Regions from separate parts of the Mus musculus genome. Here all the other regions are linked to region 2. A link is a contact called in public Hi-C, HiCAR-type and promoter capture Hi-C data. All regions are on one chromosome and are shown on one strand. Each heading gives the region's core, a stretch centred on a gene start, on an enhancer-like site or on the middle of the called end of the contact. The rest is flanking DNA. Distances are from core to core; before and after follow the strand shown. Region 1 holds the start of Tnrc6a (trinucleotide repeat containing 6a). Region 2 holds the start of Gtf3c1 (general transcription factor III C 1). Region 3 holds the start of Zkscan2 (zinc finger with KRAB and SCAN domains 2). Region 4 holds the start of Arhgap17 (Rho GTPase activating protein 17). Region 5 holds the start of Slc5a11 (solute carrier family 5 (sodium/glucose cotransporter), member 11).

The links. Promoter capture Hi-C pulls out the DNA fragments that hold promoters and counts their contacts. A called contact is a pair of places that touch in the nucleus more often than the background predicts. HiCAR-type assays count read pairs that join an accessible place to other places.
Region 1: a contact with region 2 is called in a Hi-C map of CD4 T cells, with 3 times the contacts expected there. The contact joins the promoter of Tnrc6a here to the promoter of Gtf3c1 in region 2. A contact is called at or near these places in 2 of 39 promoter capture datasets (embryonic stem cells and hippocampal neurons), 1 of 484 Hi-C or Micro-C datasets (CD4 T cells), 4 of 115 datasets of contacts at active chromatin or transcription factors (astrocytes, embryonic midbrain, large pre-B cells and 1 more) and 1 of 9 other capture datasets (adipose tissue).
Region 3: a contact with region 2 is called in a promoter capture Hi-C map of embryonic stem cells, with 5 times the contacts expected there. The contact joins the promoter of Zkscan2 here to the promoter of Gtf3c1 in region 2. A contact is called at or near these places in 5 of 39 promoter capture datasets (embryonic stem cells, frontonasal cranial neural crest, hippocampal neurons and 2 more) and 2 of 115 datasets of contacts at active chromatin or transcription factors (astrocytes and embryonic forebrain).
Region 4: a Hi-C map of B cells shows a contact between it and region 2, with 8 read pairs. The contact joins the promoter of Arhgap17 here to the promoter of Gtf3c1 in region 2. A contact is called at or near these places in 9 of 39 promoter capture datasets (the 3T3-L1 cell line, 3T3-L1-derived adipocytes, embryonic stem cells and 4 more), 4 of 484 Hi-C or Micro-C datasets (B cells, CD4 T cells, CD8 T cells and 1 more), 6 of 115 datasets of contacts at active chromatin or transcription factors (astrocytes, embryonic stem cells, large pre-B cells and 1 more) and 2 of 9 other capture datasets (embryonic stem cells and liver).
Region 5: a HiCAR-type map of astrocytes shows a contact between it and region 2, with 8 times the contacts expected there. The contact joins the promoter of Slc5a11 here to the promoter of Gtf3c1 in region 2. A contact is called at or near these places in 3 of 39 promoter capture datasets (the 3T3-L1 cell line, hippocampal neurons and liver) and 5 of 115 datasets of contacts at active chromatin or transcription factors (astrocytes, embryonic stem cells, large pre-B cells and 1 more).

The regions. Positions count from the first base shown.
Region 1 is chr7:123,122,300-123,126,530 of GRCm38.p6, reverse strand. Tnrc6a (trinucleotide repeat containing 6a) reads right to left here and starts at 2,646. Exons shown (of 24, transcript NM_144925.3): 1 at 2,199-2,646; 2 at 1,816-1,863. The coding sequence starts at 2,203.
Region 2 is chr7:125,706,083-125,710,107 of GRCm38.p6, reverse strand. It overlaps Gtf3c1 (general transcription factor III C 1), which reads left to right and starts at 2,420. Exons shown (of 37, transcript NM_207239.1): 1 at 2,420-2,651. The coding sequence starts at 2,431. D430042O09Rik (RIKEN cDNA D430042O09 gene) reads right to left here and starts at 2,238. Exons shown (of 28, transcript NM_001081022.2): 1 at 2,160-2,238. The coding sequence starts at 2,166.
Region 3 is chr7:123,499,367-123,503,233 of GRCm38.p6, reverse strand. Zkscan2 (zinc finger with KRAB and SCAN domains 2) reads left to right here and starts at 2,608. Exons shown (of 7, transcript NM_001081329.2): 1 at 2,608-3,665. The coding sequence starts at 3,267.
Region 4 is chr7:123,368,183-123,371,939 of GRCm38.p6, reverse strand. It overlaps Arhgap17 (Rho GTPase activating protein 17), which reads left to right and starts at 2,025. Exons shown (of 20, transcript NM_144529.2): 1 at 2,025-2,186. The coding sequence starts at 2,134.
Region 5 is chr7:123,213,574-123,217,457 of GRCm38.p6, reverse strand. It overlaps Slc5a11 (solute carrier family 5 (sodium/glucose cotransporter), member 11), which reads right to left and starts at 2,592. Exons shown (of 17, transcript NM_146198.2): 1 at 2,461-2,592.

The sequences.
Region 1 (4,231 bases), core at 1,397-3,896, 2.6 Mb after region 2:
TTAAACTGTTTATATATTTCTTTTTCATACCTAATGATCTTATGAATGAATCTCCTCAAGCAGGAGAATGAAATGACATCTCCTCTCGACCCTTCCATCAACTACCTTGTACCACCGTTATTTAAGTATATATGAGAGCTCTCCCACCTAATTGTACATGCCCTCTGTGGACACTGACCTAAGGGGGTCTAACAGACCTTAGTAACTAAGATGGCCCAAGCCTCTCGTTTCATAGATTAGACAGAGGCTAAGTGACCTGCCAAGAGTCAAGGTCATTTTAAGTGGCAGAGCTGGAATTCAAACGAGGCCAAGAGAAGAGATTCCAAGTTCTGTCCAATCATAATGAAGTGGAAAATCATGCTTGTGTTACAATGTTTACCTAAATTCTAGGTACCCTCACAGAAAAATTGAAAGGAGAAAAAGATCCAAAACCTATACTATTACTAAAAATTACATCTCAATAATTCAATCTATTTCGTTCGGTTCTGTATCTTATTCTTTCTTTCCTGCTTTTCACAATATAACTTGTTTAAACATCCAGCTGACATTTAGCCACTGGTATCAGCTCTTAAGGTCCCTTTAAATGATTCCATAATTATTTAGAGTTCCAGAAAAACCCCTTAATGGGTAAGCCAATACTGTTTCTTTGCCAAGAGAACAGATTCTGTAACAGTCACCCCAACAGATTAACATTTATAAAATCAAAAAGCCAGAAATTTGGAACAATTAATTCTACATGGTGAAAAATACTTGTGCAATTACAAGTGTGCTAATAACCCCAACATAAGCCTAGAACTTCCAGTAAACAAACGTAAGCCATATTAAGACCTAAAACAAATGGAAGTTGTTTTTACTGTATTAATCTGTAAGTTTCTGAGTGTCTAAATATGATGCAAAAACAAATAGGTAAAGGAAAAGTCTGTTTAAACGTGGATCTGAAAACGGGTCAAGTATAGTACAATTCTCTGATAATTTAGAAATTACAGCTCAATAGAACTAAACGTTTTCCAGAAATGCATTACTTCGGGGTAGGAGACAAAAAAACAAACAAACAAACAAAACCTAACCAAACAAACAAACAAAAAAAAACCCCACTTCTCTTTTGAGGTAGTATTTGATGCTTACCAGTTACCAGTGCAAAAGCACTCAGACCCAGCAGAAGTGATAATCACTTACTGGTAACAATTTTTAATTACTTTCCCAACTGATAAAAAGAGCACACACTGAACACAGACTAAAATGTAGTTTCAAAGGAAAACAAAACGCAGTTTATGCTTCATGAAGTTCAAGGACAAAACTGTTTCCAATGCAACAGAATCCGCCTGACTACAATGTGCAGAGACAGAGAGGAAAAAATGTGAACACATAGTATCTTTTTATAAAGGCAACAATTTAGCTACAAAGTAATAACGGGGAAGCCAAAACAGTTTGACAGCCCGCCATAAGGGCCGCCTCAATCATGAGTCACACAATGCCTGCAACCATTTACAATAGTAATTAATGCACAAGTCCCCTAATTAAATTCTAAAAGGGTGAGAATGCTTTAACTAAGTTTACAAGAACTGCCTTTTGCTTTTCTTTTTAAGAACGAACACACTCGTAATTACGCGTCTCCCTGCAATGCCCCCCCCATGCAATATTCCCTGAGGCCGTTTCTCCCGAATGTCTGTTCCGTGAGTGCGAAAGCAAATGACACGGGGTTGGGGGGTGGGGGTGGAGGTTGGGGGGGGGGGGTCCGTAAACCCAGGAAGAGCGAAGCAGAGTGGAAACACACGATTATAAAGGGGCGGGAGACCGAAGGCTCGCCCATCTTACCTGCTAAGATTTCTCTCTACGTCTTTGGTAGCTTTAGCTTCCAATTCTCTGAAATAGCAAACAAAAACAAACACAAAAAAAAAAAAAAAACGGGGGGAGGGGATGCGCGTGAAAACGGAGCTGCTGCGGCAGAGCGCCCGCGCGGTGGGGGAGGGGCGGGGCTGCGGGCTGCAGCGCTGCGGGCCGCCGAGCCCAGGGCGACCGAGCCCAGAGCCGTAGCCCGCGCCGGACCAAGCTTCCCGGACCGCCCGGGACTCCCGCCCACGCCCGCGTCCCCCCGGGGACTGCCCCGCGCCGCCGCCCATCAGCCCGAGGGGGTCCTGCGGCAGCGCCGGAGGCTGGCTCCTGGCCCCCCGAGCGAGCCTCCCCTCCGGTCCGCTCACCTCATGTGTGTAAAGTGCACTAGCGCGTGAGGCGCGGGGAACGAGGCTCGCGAGCCTCAAGCCCTCCGCAGCGCCGCGGGGACAGGCCCGAGCCGCTGCACCAGCGCCATTTTCTACACCGTCCCGCTGCCGCCGCCGCCGCCGCCGCCACCGCTGCCGCCGCAGGCCCCAGACCGGAAGTGAATGCCCCACTCGCAACCCCTTCCGGGGGCGCCGTGGCCCGGGAGCCCCAAGATGGAGGTCCTAGCAACTAGGCCTGCCGGACGAGGCAGCCACTTGACAACTGTCTGACGCGTCCAGGACTTCGCCGGAGCTGTCGGGGAACTCCGAGGTTCCCCACGAGCGGCTCTGGGGCCTGGCAAGAGCGGAGCGCGGCCTTTTTCGCCGAGGCTGGCTCGGGCTTGCCTCGGACCATCCCCTCCTCCTTCTTTACTGCGACACAAGTTTCCTTCCCCTCGGCCCGGCCCCTCCCTTACAGAAACACGCCTTTAAAAAAAAAAAAAAAAAAAAAATCCAGCAAACCGCAAATTCCACCCCTGCCGCTGCCAGACTAGCCCGCGCCGTTTTTTAAATTCACCCACATCTAATTACTTTTGACCTTCAGCCACATTTATTTAACCTCTCGATTTGTGCCTCTTCCCAGGTGAAGAATGCATCCCAGAAGTTTCATTTTTTTTATTTTTGTGCCTCAAATTTTTACACACCCTTGACTCAGCAATTCCACTTGCACGAATTTCTCTGCTCAAGAAATAACCATTTGGGTATCACTTTTAAGTACTTCACAATCAAGATATTAACTCAAATGCACAGGAAAGGTTGAATAACTGTAGCCAGCTACGACATCTAATGCTATGAGGTGGCATTAAACGCAGCTACTTGCAATACCTGGGGTCTTGGTTACAATAAAAGAATGGAAACGCAGATGCCATACTAGTTCTCAGAAAGACATGTGAACACCCAAAAATTCTTACATGTGAACACTGTAAGATACATGTCTGTAGGTAAAGTATGTAAGTCTACATGTAGATAAAATAAGATACAGTAATATAATACATGAAGATACAATTATTACAATTATTTTCTTAAATTACAATATAGACACATACCTGATTGTAAATACAATAAGATACATACCCAAAGGGGGATGCTGCAATATAATGCATTAAGATATTATAATGCACATAGGTACATACATATTCGGTGCATATAATGCTAGTAATCTGCACATTTCTCCTCTACTTAAAATCTACTCCCTTTTACTTTCTCAGAAAACTCGCTCTGCAGACAACCTTCTTTTGCCCTTTTCTATTCTAAGTCCTTTAACTGGTTTAAACCTGCTCCAGTCTCTCCCATGAAACAAGCTCTGTGATTGTCTGCTTCTGCTCTAGGAGAAATGTGTGTTGTAGTTAGCTAATGAGTGGATGAATGCCCAGAAAGGAACTAGCCAGCATGTTAACGTCTGTTTTGCATTTTTCTTCTTTTGGTGTTCTTAATTTTATGAACACCCTATAAACATTTTTTGGAAAAAAATTACAAATTGCAAAATGAAGAATAACAAATAAATGCTAGTAATTTTTACATTTTAATTTATTTGAGATGGGGGTCTTACTCTATATCCTTGGCTAGCCTATGTAGGCCAGACTGGACTCAAACTCAGAAATCTGCCTATCTCTCTCTCCTGAGTTCTAGTGATCTATAACACACACACACACACACACACACACACACACACACACACACACAGGATCAACTTTGGTTAGGTTCTTTGTTAAACTGATACAAGATGGAGTCATCTGAGAAAATGCCCCCATCAAATTGCTGTAGGCAACTCTATAGGCATTTTCTTGATTAATAGTTGATATGGAAGCTCTTTAGAGGCCATCCCAGGTTGTATGAGAAAGCATGCTACAAGCCATGGGGAGCAAGCCAGTAAGCAGCACACTCCTCTATGTCTCTGCTTTAGTTTCTGCCTCTAGGTTCTTGCCTTGAGTTCCTGCTCTGATTTTCCTATATGATGAACTATGAACTGTAAG
Region 2 (4,025 bases), core at 1,171-3,670:
ACTGGCCTGGAAGCCTCAGCCTCCACATGCTGGGATAACAGGCATGCAGTCCCCACATGCATCTGGCTTACATATTTCCTATTAAGCTAGACATGGAGATTGGAGAAAATGTAAAATAAGCCATGTATAGTTATCATGCCAATAATTGTAATCAGGAGCCTGAAGCAAGAGGTTCAAAAGTTCAAAGCTAGTCCAAGCAATTTACTGACACTTTGTCTTAAAAGGGGTGGGACAGCCACTTGGTATACAGCTCAGCCTGGGGCAATTGCCTAGAACAAGTGAGATCAGGGGTTTAATCCCTAGCCCTAAAACAGAAGGAAAGCCGGGCAGTGGTGGTACACACCTTTAATCCCAGCATTTGGGAGGCAGAAGCAGGAGGATTTCTGAGTTTGAGGCCAGCCTGGTCTACAGAGTGAGGACAGAGTCCTGGACAGCCAGGGCTACACAGAGAAACCCTGTCTTGAAAAACCAAAGGGAAGGGGAAAAAAAAAAAGGTAAAAGGAAAGAAAAGGAGAAAGCCAGTTAAATGGCATGACAGCATTTGCATGTAATCCCAGCACCCAGGAGGCTAAGGCACGAGGATCGGGAACTCCGATTCATCCTTGTCTACACAGCAAGTTTGAAACTAGACTGAGTTACATTAGACCCTGTCCCAAAACAAAACAAAATCACAAAATCAAGAAGGGAAAGAAAGGGAGAGAGGAAATAGAAAGCTATTACTTTTTTTTTTTTTTTTTCCTATTTGGAGGAGGGGTACACACAGCTATCTTCACTTAAAAGATCTAAGTTCAGGAGTAAGAGTTTCCTGTTTCTTGTTTGTTTAGAGACAGGGCCTCCCCAAGTAGCTTAGCTTTGGCTGACCTGGCACTCACTTTGTAGAAGAGGTCATCCTCACAGAGATGTCCTGAGGGCTGGGGAAGAGGCATGCACCACCGCTCTTGGCCTGAGGTTCGTTCTAAGTGAATAAATGTCTTGAAATTTTGCATTTATGTGGCAGCATCACAGATATAATACACACTTATATTGCTTAAAGGTCTTGTAAAGGAAAGGCTTAAAGGAGTCCAAGGACTCCTAGATTTTAAGAACCACTGTTCGACAGCAGGACAGGGCAAACTGATAAAACGCATTTTTTTATAGTGCCTCGAGGACAAAGGACAAAGGCACCCTTTAAGCAGATGTAACACATTCGATGGTAACATGTCTTTCCATGCTACATCCACTGGCTTTCACAGCAATGCAGAAGGAAGGGGCAGTAATGAACTGTGAAGCAGCACAGACCCTTCCAGTCTCCTCAGACATCAGTGTTCCCATCTGAAAAGCTGGATATCAGAACAGCTATTCCCAGGGAGCGCCTGAGTGTCCACAGTGATTCTAACCAGGCTGCCTTTAGCCTTACGACTGACTAACTAACTGGCTATCATAGTTTGAGACTTGCTCCTAAAAACAATCTGCTTCTGTACAGATTGGCAACTGGTTTATCAGTCACAGCCCACCAAACTTGCTCCCGTAGACATGTGCACTGGCAAGCTCTGGAATGGAAGGCTTCTAAAATATTTTTTTTTTTCAGATTTTAAACTCCCATCGTCCAGGAGTCTTACTCATGCTGTCTCTTGATTAGCTATTTGACTTTGGCCAGGCAAAGTGGCCTGCCTTGTCTGAGCCTCAGCTCCCTCGCCTGTAAAATAAGTGACTATCCCAAAGGACTGCTGTGAAACGTTTGCACTTGTCAGTAGCTACAGAAACCCTGGCACCGAACAGTACTCAGTTCACGTGAGTTATCAACAATACCGAAGCACATAAAACTCTTCCCAGCCCTTTCCCTCCACTCCTGATGCCAGGAGCTGACAAACGTACTCCCAAGGGACACGCTTACCGCCAACCAACTTCGACATTCCCATCGCCCATCCCAGGACCCCCGCAATCCTCCTCACGCCTCCCCCGCGCCAATCTCTTCCCCGTCCCCCCTCCCTAAGTCTGAGAGAGGGACTCCTACAAAACCACTCCCAGCCGTGGTCCCCATCCCGCACCGCCAGAACCTTCCCCTCAGGCTGGACACCATCCTGGGCCGGGGTCCCTGTGGCTAGGCGTTCCTCCCTGAGACACCTCCGAGGGATGAGGGACGGCCGCCCAACCTCCCGGCGGGGCCCACGGACACTAACCGTCCATCCCTAGAGGCGGCGGTTCCGGCCTCCCGAACCGGAAGCGGCCCTGACAGTGTTTGCAGTTCCCCTGGTTACTACGGGGTTCCGGACCAATGGAGGAGGAACTCTGATCATTGAGCCCGCCCTCGGGTAGCGTGACGTCACGGCGGAGCGCTGGGACTCCCCATCAGTCCTCCCTAGGCCTCGGATCGCTGTACGCAGGCGCATTGGGCCCTGGCCTCGGCGGCGAGGTGCGCAGGCGCCCCGGGCGCTGCTAACTGAAGCGGCCATGGACGCGCTCGAGTCGTTGTTGGACGAGGTGGCCCTGGAGGGGCTCGACGGCCTGTGCCTGCCCGCGCTGTGGAGCCGCCTGGAATCCCGCTCGCCTGCCTTCCCATTGCCTCTGGAACCCTACACGCAGGAGTTTTTGTGGCGGGCTTTAGCCACGCACCCGGGCATCAGTTTCTACGAGGAGCCGCGAGAGAGACCTGACCTGCAGCTCCAAGACCGGTCAGCCACCAGGGGTGGGGCGAGGGCTGAGAGCCTGGAGCGGGGCAGGATGGTGCGATGCAGAACGGGGACCGTGGGACGTGGGGGATGGGCGCGGGAGGCGAGCAAACCTGAGCTCTGCGCCCTAGCAGGCCGGAGTAGATGAGCTGGGGGATGGGGTATCCGCTGTGACGGAACTGTTTCCCAGTGTGTTAAAGGAGCGAGTCTAAAGAGTTCCTTTAAGTTGGGTGATAGGACGGGAGTAGGAAAGTGGTTAAAAAGTGGGACTAGGTGAGGTCCTTCAGGGACCTTTAGGGAGCGTTCGTTCCGAAAGCTAAGGCAGCTCACTGGAGGTCTGCATAGCCCCGAATAGCAGTGAAAGAGTAGCCGAGGTGGACTGGGCGCTTCCCATAGGTGGGTTCCAAGACCCAGTTCTGGAAGCGACAGAACTCAGTTCCGCGACACTGAGCGAGACACTATTGTCTTTTCATTTTACAGAGGAGGAAACTGACGCCGAGAGGTTAAGGGATTAACCTTAGGTTAAGTACAGGATTCAGGGATTGCTAAATGCACTTTTCCCTTCTCCTATCTGTCCTTCTCCAGGAGCAGAATCCAGCTCCTTGCATGCTCTGCCCTTAGCCTCAGCCCACCCCTTACTCCCCTGTACAAGTTTTTGTTAAGAAAGGGCTGACGAGCTGGTCTTGGTGTTACACGCCTTTAATCCCAGCACTTGCGAGGCAGAGGCAGGCGGATTTCTGAGTTCGAGGCCAAGGCTACACAGAGAAACCCTGTCTCGAAAAACCAAAAAAAAAAAAGAAAAGAGAAAAAAAGAAAAAAAAAAGAAGAAAGAGCTGACAATACAGTTCAGTGTGATTTCATATCATACCCGCTTGCCTCTGCACTCTAGCACTTGGGTTACAGGCATGCCCTACCATGCCCTGCAAGTTGGAACTCTTAAGCTATATTATGAAGGTCAGAGGAGGTTCTAGAGGTAATAATGAACCAGATAAGTTTAGATTTAGGCGGCCACTTGGCAGAGTGCTCTGAACAAGCAACACCAAGTAGAATAGCTTAACGGGAGAGAAGTGAACTGCGTGCGCCTGAAGAGTACGCTTGGAAGCAGGGAGCGTGGAAAGTTTTACAACACCCTGAAGAGGAGGCTCAGGGGGTGAAGTGGGCATCCACTAGGATTCCAGGAAATTTAGGTCCAGGATCTACTCTGCCCTTGACTAAACTGTCTGAGAAAGAACCTGTGATCATCTAGTCCACTTGATGAAGCTGTCCTTTACTATAAAGACAGAGGGAAGTCTCCGGAGGGGGAGTGAGGCTGGTGACAGTGAAGCTGAGAGTCACAACCAGTCAGGGACTGGTTTATCCTGGTGGGGATGGGAATAA
Region 3 (3,867 bases), core at 1,359-3,858, 2.2 Mb after region 2:
AGTAAACATTACCAACTCTGGGAGCCTTTGTTGCCCTTTGCAACTGTCCCTTCAAAAGAATCGTTGATGCACCTGCAGTGGGCATATTATGTTGGTGAAGTTGCTTCAAACCGGGGCCCCTGACTTTCTGAAACACATTCCGATGCTTTCACAGAACACATAAAACACTCAGGATCTGCTTCAAAATATTTCTGAATCAAAAGACTAGGTAGGGAATGGAGTAGACAGATAAGCCATGCGTTAACAGTTAAAGCTGGGAGACAGGAACATGAGCTAATTCTTTTGTAGATATTTGAAATTTTCCACTAAGATATAATTGTGTACTTCTGAAAGACCAAAACATCTAACAATCCCCACCCCTAGCAGATAATAAAAGTGAGTCCAAATGTCTTCAGCTCCAGGTAGAACTTTAAAGAAGACAGGCTGCAACTTCTCACAGCAAAGTTGAGATTTTTGTCTTACTCTGTCTAAGTGACAGAGAAGTACAGATATCTAAGAATAATGGTTTCCTTCTGAAGCAAGATCTTAAGAGAGCAATTTCTAGACCAGGAACAAATGGAAATTTGCCACGTACCTCCCTTGACAAACTCCTGTACCAAGCCCGAGACAAAAGGGAGGAGCACTTCCAAGCAGGCATGGTTACGGGTACCTATAACCCCAGAATTCCAGTAGTAGAGGCAGAAAGATTACAAGCCAAGGCCAGCTGGCTACAGAGCCAGATTATCTCAAAAATTATTTTACATCCTATTTCATATTTCATTAAGCTAACATCCTAGTGTGTAGAATGGATGTGTTTCCCAGTTATTCCAAAGTGTGATTATACCACTGCTAGCCAGCCTCCTTTAATTAGCCTGATCTGGTAAGTCTTGATCCATTTTCCCAGTCTAGCAGCAAGAGACTAGACTAATGGCTGCACCTACAAGGAGAAATAGAACCTACCATTCCCTAGTGAGTCTTAAGAAAATTACCACTCTCTGATGTCTCCAGCTTGCATTTATTGACCTGTGTGTGGATTCACTTCTCTGCTGACAAATGTGCTCTTCTGCTCTCAAGACACAAACACTGGTGCTCAAGTAAACATAATAGTTAACTAGCAACCTTTTTAAGACAGGGCCTCGTGTGCCCAGGTTGGCCTCAAAACTTGCTTTGTAGTGAAGAACAACCCTGAACTCTTGATCCTGCTGCCTCCACCACCTCCAAAGTTCTAGGATTACAAGCATGTGCCATCACACCCAGCTCCTTCTTATCTTATACTCTCCTTCACACAGTTCATGGTAAATCTCCCTAAGTCCAACAAGCCTTCAAGTTTGTGACCTTGAGCTGCTGAGATGTGCACCTGGCTTAATACCAACAAGAGGGCCATGTACATAAAAGACCCTATTCTCATCCCATGACTCCCCATCACCTTTAGCGCTTGCACCACCCTTACTGAGGTCTCAGCGCCCTAAACTCTAAAATAGAGACAACCTCATCCTCTCTATGGGATTCTTGTGAAGGCCAGTCTTTGCTCAATCCCCACTAGAGGTCTGTCTTTTGGATCTCATCCTTAGTACTACTTCTTCCAAGAAATTCACCCAGACCTCTTACCTAAACCAAATCTTGAATGTGTTTCTCTTCTTGGAAGGATTCACCCCAGGTATACAGAACTTTATTTGTAACTACTAATGATAGGAGATCTTGTTTTGCTTATCACCTACCACCATGTCTGGTAAGAAACCAGTACTCAATAATACTATCTTTAAATGCAATTAAAACAGGCTGTGTATTGGCTCCATCTCTCCCGTGGCAGATACTAACTAGATGCACCCGCGGATTATTCCGTTCTGACCTTCCTTCAGTTTATGCCGTGCCATTTATCCTTATGGTATTCTCTATGCCGCTTCGATGCTAGAACTAGCCAAATCATGGCAAAACCTTTGAGAAATAAGTCATTGGTCTGTTTTCTAATAAGCTACCTGCCTCTGAGAATAAGAGTTGTGCTGCCCACTAACGATGCCAAGAGCCTAAAACATTGTCACAAAGTAGGCACTTACAGGACAGACATTTATGAGCCAGCAGGCTCTGAGACATCTAGCTATGAAGTTTTGCAGCAGTAGGGGAATCTAGGCCCGGTCCTATTAGGTCCCAGATAGCCCGTTGGCTACTCAGACCTCAGAGCCTTGGGTAATTAAGAGATTCCCCAAAATGAAAATAAGCCTTCTCCTGACCATACATTTGAACAGAGCTAGCCACACATCCTTCCTCAGGAGTCCTGGCTCCAACCAAGGCTCCCAGACAGTAGCAATCCATGCACAGCCAGATGCTGACTGTAATCCCTCCGCCAGTTGTCACAAAGAAGTCCCTCCACCCGCAACCCCAACACACACGCGCGCACCCCTTCCACTAAAGAAATTACTCCAGCCTCCCGCAACGTCTGCCTGGCCTGAGGCAGGACGCTAGCTCGCGTCCTGCTTCACAATCTCTGGAGGAATAGGATCAGACCTCAGCGTGTCCCTCCGCCCAGAATTTCCCTTCACCCTCATTCCTAAAGTCCCTCGGCGGCAAGTCGCGGTGCTGCGCGCTCTCGCGAGATTCCTCCACGCATGCCTTCCCGCCCCCCTCCTTGCCCGCGAGGAAGCCTCGCACGGACCCCGGTCGCGAGCGGCGCATGCGTGGCCGCGGCTCCCAGCGCCCCCCGCGCTCTGCGCTGGCGGAGCTGACAGGGCAGCGCGCCAGCCGTTCGCCGCCCCCCGCGAGGCCTAGCCTCATCCCGCAGCTTCTTCCCCTCTGGCCGAGGTTCTCGGCATCCTCGTGCGGAGGAACCCCGAGCGCTGCAGGCGCCGCTGCGAGTCCGGACATTCCTGCGCTCGCGCCCCTGGTGGGCACCTGCAGCGGCCTGGACCTGGACCAGGACCCCAGGGCTGGCCGCGCCTCGCGGACACACCCCCTCCCGATCGGCGCCTCCGCCCAGCATCAGTCCCCTGGGTCCCCTTCCAGCCTAGCTTCTAACCTAAGGTCTTTCCGACCTTGCACCTTAAAGAACCTCATGGGAGGGGGCGCATCTTGATTGGATAAGAGGCCGGGTTTGCAGACTTTGGGGTGGGTGCACATTCACCCTTTCAAGAGCCTTGTACAAATTTGATTAATCAGCCTGGAGTTCCTTGTCCCAGCTAACTGCTGTCTTTTATGTCTCTACGGTCCCATATTTCCAAGGGCATTAAGTGGAGGGCACTCGGAAGCTTCTCTGGGCCCTGACTTGGAGCTAGACCTGTTGGCCCCATTGGATCATGGCTACTGTCATGAACCCTCAGATCGACGTGGAAGTTGAGGAGTGCCTCATAATGAAAGTGGAAAAGGACTCCGAGTGGGTATCGGAGCCCATTCTGGAAAGATCAGGCAGCACTGAATGTGAGTCCTTCCGTAAATGCTTCAGGCAGTTCTGTTATGAGGATGTGACAGGACCCCATGAAGCTTTCAGTAAACTCTGGGAACTCTGCTGTCGGTGGCTGAAGCCAGAAATGCGTTCCAAGGAACAGATCCTCGAGCAGCTGGTAATCGAACAGTTTCTCACCATTCTGCCTGAGAAGATTCAGACCTGGGCGCAGAAGCAATGTCCAGAAAGCGGAGAGGAGGCGGTGGCCCTAGTAGTGCATTTGGAGAAAGAGACCAGAAGACTTCGAAAGCAGGTGAGCGAGGATTTTAAAGGGATGTGGTGGGAAAGGCAGGTGGGCAGGGCTACATTTCTGGAAGAAGAGCTCATTATAGAAATAAATGGGACTTTTAAAAGATCCGGAAACCAAATTCCCCAAAAAGCAGATTTGAAATTCATACTAAATGGAGGAGAGAATTTTGGTTGAACTATGATCTTGCAAATTAAACTAAAAGTAT
Region 4 (3,757 bases), core at 776-3,275, 2.3 Mb after region 2:
AGTCTGTACAGTGTTCCCTGATAGGATGACAACATCTGTTCTGCATTGTTCTTTTACTGCTTTCTGTAGCCCAGGCTGACCTGGAATTTGTGATCCTTCTGTGTCAGCCTCCTGAGTAGCTGGGTTTTCAGGCCTATGTCGCCACTGTCTAGTTTCATGGTAGCATCTGAATGTAGTGACTCAATGGCTGACTCAGGTTTGGCAAATGGTCTTGAAGTCCTGTCTGTCTTGCTTTAATAAATCTTGTTGGACGGGGTGCCACAAGCCTGTAATTCTAGCATTTGGCCGGTGGAGGCAGGAGGATCAGTAATTTAAGGCCATTCTCAGCTATGAGACTCCTCAAAAACAAAACAAAACAAAACAAAACAAAAACCCAAACCAAAACAAAGCCTTATTTCAACACTTCCTGTTGTAATTAATGTTGGTGACTTGCAGTTTGCTGCCTGACTTGAGGGTCCACACTTGTGTTGTAATCGCTACAGATTTTTAATTTTCTTGTTCTTTGAGCTCAAGATGCATCCTGCATTAGTTATTTTGCTCTCTGTTTTAAGAAAATGCAGGACAAGAAGCAATGTGAGGGAGGAAGGATTTAAACCAGCTTCCAGTTCTAGGAAGGGATGTTTACCATGATGGGGAAGGCACTGCAATAGACAGTTTTTTGAGGCAGCTCGCAGGAAGACCACACTGCCTCCACGTTCAGAAAGCAGAAGGAGACGAAAGCTCCTAACTCAGCTAGTTTTCTGCGGTCTGGGGCCACAGATGATGGAATGCTGTGGCCCACATTTAGAGTGGATCTTCCCACGTCAATTAACCTGATGTAGAAACTTCTTCACAGACACACACAGAGATTTGTTTCCAAGGTGATTCTAGATTCTGTCACGTTGACACTTTAAACCATCGCACAGCCTGTAAAGGATGCCTTAGCCCACGGGGCACAGGGAATGTTGTGTGGAGCCAAGGCTGCCAAGTCAGGAGGACATGGCTGCGGGTCATAAAACTAACTTGGCTCAGTTGGACGAAAGGGCTCAGCAATGCGAAATGATCCCACCAAGTTCCCCAGCCTGTTACTGTAGGGCTGGGAATCAGAACCTCGCGGTCATTTATGGCAGCGGGGACTCAGAGGCCCATCAGTGCAGGGGCCTAGGGAAGGCCAGTCTCCTTTGGCTGGGGAGTCTGGGGGTCCTCATCTGATTGACCCTACTCTTTTGGCCTTTCCCATGGACCAGTTCAAGTACTGAGGGCGCGGAGCTGGTTCACCCTATAGATCTGCTTCAGCTCACTCCTGCTAGGTTAGGATAAACCCTGGTCTGACCCGCCGCTATAGGTTAGGTCCACTCGCTCAGCTTAACCTCAGCTCGTTTCAGTTCGCCTTCACTTGACCGGGCATCACTCGTCTAGGACTACTATTCCGCTCGGCTTGGCCGGACTCTTCTCCCCCCAAACCCCTTCCCGGGCTGGCCTGACTCCGGGTCCGACTGGACAAGACCCCATCCCTGTGTTCCGCCTTGCCGGACCGGACCAGGATCTGCGAGGCTCACTTGCGTTCTAGTTGTCACCACTAGAGTAGGTAGCTAAGTTTGGCTCTGCTCGGCCCATCCTGCCCAGCTCTAATTCAGAACCGCTGTGTCCAGGTGCCGGGCTGGGGTAGTCTCCGCTCTTCTTAGCAGAGCCACTCTCGTCCGTCTCCGATTGGCTCAACTCCATTCCTCTCCGCTCACCGATTGGTTCGGCTCCACTCAAGTTCGCCCAGCTCTGCTCCGTCCAGCTACGCCTGACTTCTCCGGTTTCGGCCGGACCAAGCTCGGCTCCACCTATCTAGTTTCGACCCTGTTCGGCTCGGCTCTACCCACCTCGGCGCGGCCTCATTGGTCCCCGCCCTGAACCACTTAACTCCGCCCATGTTGGGTCCGTCCGCACCTGTTCCACCTCTCTGGTTTCGGCCTCTTTCGGCTAGGCTCGGCCCAACTCGTGGTAGGGGCGGGCGGCGACGCTGGAAGTGACGCGGCGAGGGGCGGGGCCGAATTGTAGCCTCCGTCACCGCCTCCGGGGCCGGGAAGCGATGTAGGTAGGACCCGCCAGACGGTCCCCAGTTCTCCTCCGCCCGCCTGCCGCGCCGCCACCGCCGCCGCCGCCATGAAGAAGCAATTCAACCGCATGAAGCAGCTGGCCAATCAGACTGTCGGCAGGCGAGTGCGCGGGTCGCGCCGGCGGGGGGCGCGCGGGGGGCGGGCCGGTCCTGCGCGCGAGGAGCCGGGGAGCGGGGAGAGCCGGGCGCGGCCCGGCCTTGGGCCCCGCGGGGCGGGGGTCTGCGCCTAGCTACGGCTTGGGCGCTGCCCATTGTCCTGGCCGGAGGAGCATCGTCCTCGGGAGACTCACGAGGGTCTTTACTCCTCCCTGTCCCCGCCAGCCGGAGCTCGCCGCCTGGTGCGAAAACTCCGTAAACTTGTGTGCCTCTCGCAGTGCCAGGCGCGCAGCTTTGGGGCCGGTGTTCTCAGGCTCTCCCCGCTGATCCGCTGTTGCAGCCTTCCTCCTAGAAGAGCTTGCTGGTCACTGGGAACCTAAGGGGTGTTAGGCTACTGTGGCTTGCCCAGTTAAGTTCAGCCCCCCTCCCCTCTGTGAAGGAATCGAGAACTGCAGTCTCAAAATCCAGGCTTTTGGGAGTTTGCTGTGAGTTCTTGAGGTCTAGAGGTTTGGAAAGCGAAAAGGATGCCTTTTCTCATCTCACCTTGGATGTGGTATTTTCTGACACTGAGTGAGTGCTTGACAAGAAACTGATTTTTTTTTTTTTTAATGAAAGAATACAGGAGGGACAGTAGATGAGTAGGCTGTAGAACAGGAACGATTTGCGGTTTTTAGAGCTTTCAGGAGGCTGTTGTCATGTGCTGTGCTATCTGGAACAAATATTTCAAGGTCTTGCAGGGCGGATAGCTTTGCCGAACCAATTTGCTGGTTATTCTGCACGAAGATAGATGGGTTTTTCACAGCTCTTGCTGTTACCCTCCTCCCTTAGCAGTTAAGGACAGTTTGGTTTGGTTGAAGCACGTGAGACACTTCTTTTTTTATGTGTACGAAAATACTTTTACTTCCTCTTGGGTTTTCTAAATTTGCTTTTTACAATGTTTCATTTCCCCCAACCTTTTGCTAAGTTTTGTTATTGAATTTCTAAAAAGAAAAATAGAAGGGAAGAAAAATCCCTCCATCATGTAATCTTGGTATCCTCTATCCAGACTCAGTCCCTGCCCCTTAAACCCACACATGCCTAGTTTTTTGTTGCGTGTAGAGTTAGAGAAAGACTAGGGTCAAGGCGAGTAATCCTAATGGCATGAACAAGAAATATGATGAGAAGTGATAATTTTCTTGTGAGTCTTGTACTCCTTGCAGATATGCATGGCAGAATCAAAACTTAGTGGCTGCCACAATGCCTTTGTTAGATTTGTTATTGATTAGGTTTCGTCCTGTGTGGGACAAGGGAAAGTTGCTGGTTTTATGCAAAGTCTTGAGAGCTTTCTGCCTTGAAAGCTGGTTAGGGTTTTGTGGGCCCCTGCTTCTCCTTAGTCTCTCTTCCTAGTTTTACATTCTGGCCAGACTTGCCCACTTTCAGTTCCCACAGGAGGCCTATGTTTCTTATATGTTAACCTCTTCCTGGAATTCCCATAAGCCTCTCTTACCACACCTGGCCGATAGATAACCTTTCATGCTCTTCACTTCTCTCAGTCTCCATGTCCTTAGAAGATCCTTGATGTCTTGGATGGGCACC
Region 5 (3,884 bases), core at 1,343-3,842, 2.5 Mb after region 2:
AGAGGCTGGAGAAATGGCTTAGTGGTTAAGAGGCAGATTTCTGAGTTCGAGGACAGCCAGGGCTATACAGAAAAACCCTGTCTTGAAAAAACAAAAAACAAAACAAAACAAAACAAAACAGCACTGTCTGCTCTTCCAGAGGTCCTGAGTTCAATTCCTAGCAACCTCATGGTGGCTCACAAACATCTGTAATAGGATCTGATGCCCTTTTCTGGTGTGCATGAAGACAGTATACTCGTATACTTAAAATAAATAAATCTTAAAGAAAAAGGCTGGGCTGGTGAGATGGCTCAGCAGGTAAGAGCACCCGACTGCTCTTCCGAAGGTCCGGAGTTCAAATCCCAGCAACCACATGGTGGCTCACAACCATCCGTAATGAGAGCTGACTCCCTCTTCTGGAGTGTCTGAAGACAGCTACAGTGTACTTACATATAATAAATAATAAATAAATCTTTAAAAAAAAAGAAAAAAGAAAAAGGCTGATGGACAGACTCATCCTGGCTCATTAGAACAAAACAAAACAAAACAAAACAAAAAAAAGACCCACAGTTCTGGTGGTAAGGGAAGAATTTCAAAGTATGGGAGAGCAAGGCAATTTTCCCTAATGGGCTACAGGGGGTAAGAGATGGGAGTACTGGGAACTGGATGAGTCTTCTCTATCTACCTATCCCATTCTAGGATGACCCTGTCCCAAAATACCAGAGAACAGGAGTCACAAGATCATCTATTTAACCCAGACATGTTCATTCAAAGGCCAACATGGCATCTCTCACAGATGCCCACAGATGTCCAAAATTACCAAGTACAGGCCAGATATCAAGCTCTTCAGCAGATGGCAGGTGCCTCTGACACTCTGGCTATGACACTAACTGAAGCCCAAAGCATCCTTAAGTCACATCCACCCACAACCCCAGTTATCTACTGGTTTATTCATCCATCTTTCCATGTGTCTACCCATCCAAGAATCCATCTGTCCCTCCATCTATCCATCCATTCATCCATCTGTACATCCATATAACCATCTGTCTACCCAACCATCCTTCTACATGTCTACCCTTAAGAATCCATATGTCCATCCATCCATCCATCCATCCATCCATCCATTCATCCATCCGTACATTCGTACATCCATATATCCATCTGTCTACCCAGCCATCCTTCCACATGTCTACCCCTAAGAATCCATCCATCCATCCATCAGTCGTCCGTCCATCCGTCCATCCATGATCCACCTATATATCCAGCCAGACATCCAACAAGGACTATCTGAGCATCCTAGTGTGCCAACCACTATATCTAAGAACCAAAGATGTCATAGCATGCAAGCATCTATCAAATAATTGACCATGTCTTTCTCAGTTCCCCACATCTATTCACCTGCAGTTCTATTTTCCTCTACTTCCAAAACATGCCTTGAACCTGTCCGTGTTCCTTAAGTCACCTTCATCCTAACAAACCACCTTCACTTATGTCCAGCCCAGATCAAGGAGCTACTCTCTTCCTGCCTGCTGCCTCCTTAGATTCCTCCTTAGATTTCTCCCTGTTATGGAAGCCAGAGAAGAATCTGAACACAAAACAATTCACTTGCTTGTTTCCATCCATTCTTTGAAAGCTTGCTTACGAGCTCAGGGTCCTTGGCTTCCATTCCCTGTCCCACCTATAGATCCCATCTGCCCTCTCCGGGCCTCATTCTAAGTCAGGACCCTTTCATATCAAATGGCATTTTGCTCACAGTATAATGAAACCTAGCACATGGTTGGTAGAACTCTCCCGTACTTCCTTGTCTCACAGTAATGTGAGCAGAAGGAAGGCAGAGGTAACTAGCCCGTCTTATCTTGTGCCCCCAAAGCAGACACTCCATAAACACCAATCTTCCAAACAAATATCCCAGAAGGGCAGCCCTTGTCAAATGCAGAGTTCCAGAATCAGCTATCAACCATCCTTTCAGACCATCAGCTTTGCCCTGTTCACTTGTGTCACCTTGAACAAGTTGTTCAGTGGCCTTAAGGGACATCTGTTTAACCACCCTCCCTAGCAGCTGTGCAGTTGGAAGAGATCCAGCCCCTTAGGTGGGCTGTGCAGGTAGGGCATGCCTTTGCCTTGCTAATTAACAGCAGCAGGATAGCCTTCCAGATTCCTGGGACCTGCGATGCTTTCCCCTTCCTTATCGCTGCAGACTCCTCTGCCACACCTGAGGGCTGGGCCAGGCTGACCTCCAAATTCTCATCTGACAAAGAAAGAACATGAAGCTTTTGTGCCTCAGTGTTCCTGAGTAGAAGAGCTGAGACCCCTGGCCTATGCTGTCAGCTGCTGACACCACCCCAAACCACACTCTGTAGGCCAGGAGCAAACGAAACTTCTCAGATGAGAGCTAGGCCAGAGTGGTTATCCAGTCCTCGGACCCAAGGAGCTTCCCAGTTTAGACAGTGGGTGTCTCAGGGAGGAAGGAGGGAATCTTACCTTCTTCAGGATGCAGGCTCTACTGCCCTAGGGTCTCGGGGACTTCAGAGGCCGAAGGCAGTGGCTGTGCAAAGGGAGACCCCTGGGATGTCCTGTCCTTTGCAGCAGGGAGCAGCAGAGGACAGCAGAGACCCTGCCTTCTTGCCTGCTGCTGAGAAAGGTTCCACAAAGGTCAAACTCCAAACTCTAGCCTCAGCTGCAGCAGCAGTTTAAAGGAAGCCTGGATGATCTCTCCAGAACCCTTGAACTCTGAGCAGGCCCCGTGAGGAAAGGGGCCTGCCCTGCCCTCATTGGGCCTTGGCCAGTGCCCTTACCTGGCAGGGGGCCCATGGCCTGGAGAGGCAGGGGAGACTGGAGCCTGGGTCCTGGGCTGCCTCGCTCACTCACTCTCCCTCCCGCCCGCCTCCCCTCCACTCTGGGAGCAGGCAGCCTTAAGACAGCTGGAGGAGCAGGGGGAGAAGGGGGTGCAGGAGATAAAAGGGACACGCCCAGAAGAGCAGCAGCCCCAGTGCAGCAGCAGCTGTGTTTAGTCTCAGACCAAGGCAGGACAGACACACAGCATCCAGACTAACTGTCAGGAGGAAACAAGCCCTGGACAGAGCTCCCACAGCTCAGGGCTCCAGGGCAGGCAGGGGAAGAGCTGTGAGGCTTCCAGCTGCTCAGGGCTGCAAACAGTTTCATTTCATTCCTAGCATTTGCAGGCTGCTACGCTGAAGTCACTGTCAGTGTTACTGGGTGAAAAATCACTTAGGAGACACCTGAGAATGTGTCTGTCAGGGTGTTTCCAGAGAGGTTTATCCAGGGGAATCTACCCTCAATGTGGGCAGCAGCATCCTATGGGATGGGTTAAAAGGAAAACAAAAGAGGAGGACTGTGCAAGCCCAAGAACCTGAGTTTGGATCCCCGGTACCATGTGATGTCTGTAACCCCAGCACTAGGGGCTTGGGGCCAGGAGGATGGCATGCTCACTGACCAGCCCATCTACCAATCAGTACACTTCAATTTCAGTGACTGTCTCAAAAATGAGGAGGCAGAGGGGTGTAGAGGCACATGTCTTAATCCCAGCATTCCAGTGGCAGGGGCAGAGAGGCAGAGAGGCAGAGAGAGAGGCAGTGAGGCAGAGAGGCAGAGAGGCAGAGAGGCAGAGAGGCAGAGAGGCAGAGAGGCAGAGAGGCAGAGGCAGAGAGGCAAAGGCAGAGGCAGAGAGGCAGAGGCAGAGGCAGAGGCAGAGAGGCAGAGAGGCAGAGAGAGAGGCAGAGAGGCAGAGAGGCAGAGAGAGAGGCAGAGAGGCAGAGAGAGAGGCAGAGAGGCAGAGAGGCAGAGAGGCAAAGGCAGAGGCAGAGAGGCAGAGGCAGAGGCAGAGGCAGAGGCAGAGGCAGAGGCAGAGGCAGAGGCAGAGGCAGAGGCAGAGGCAGGCAGAGAGC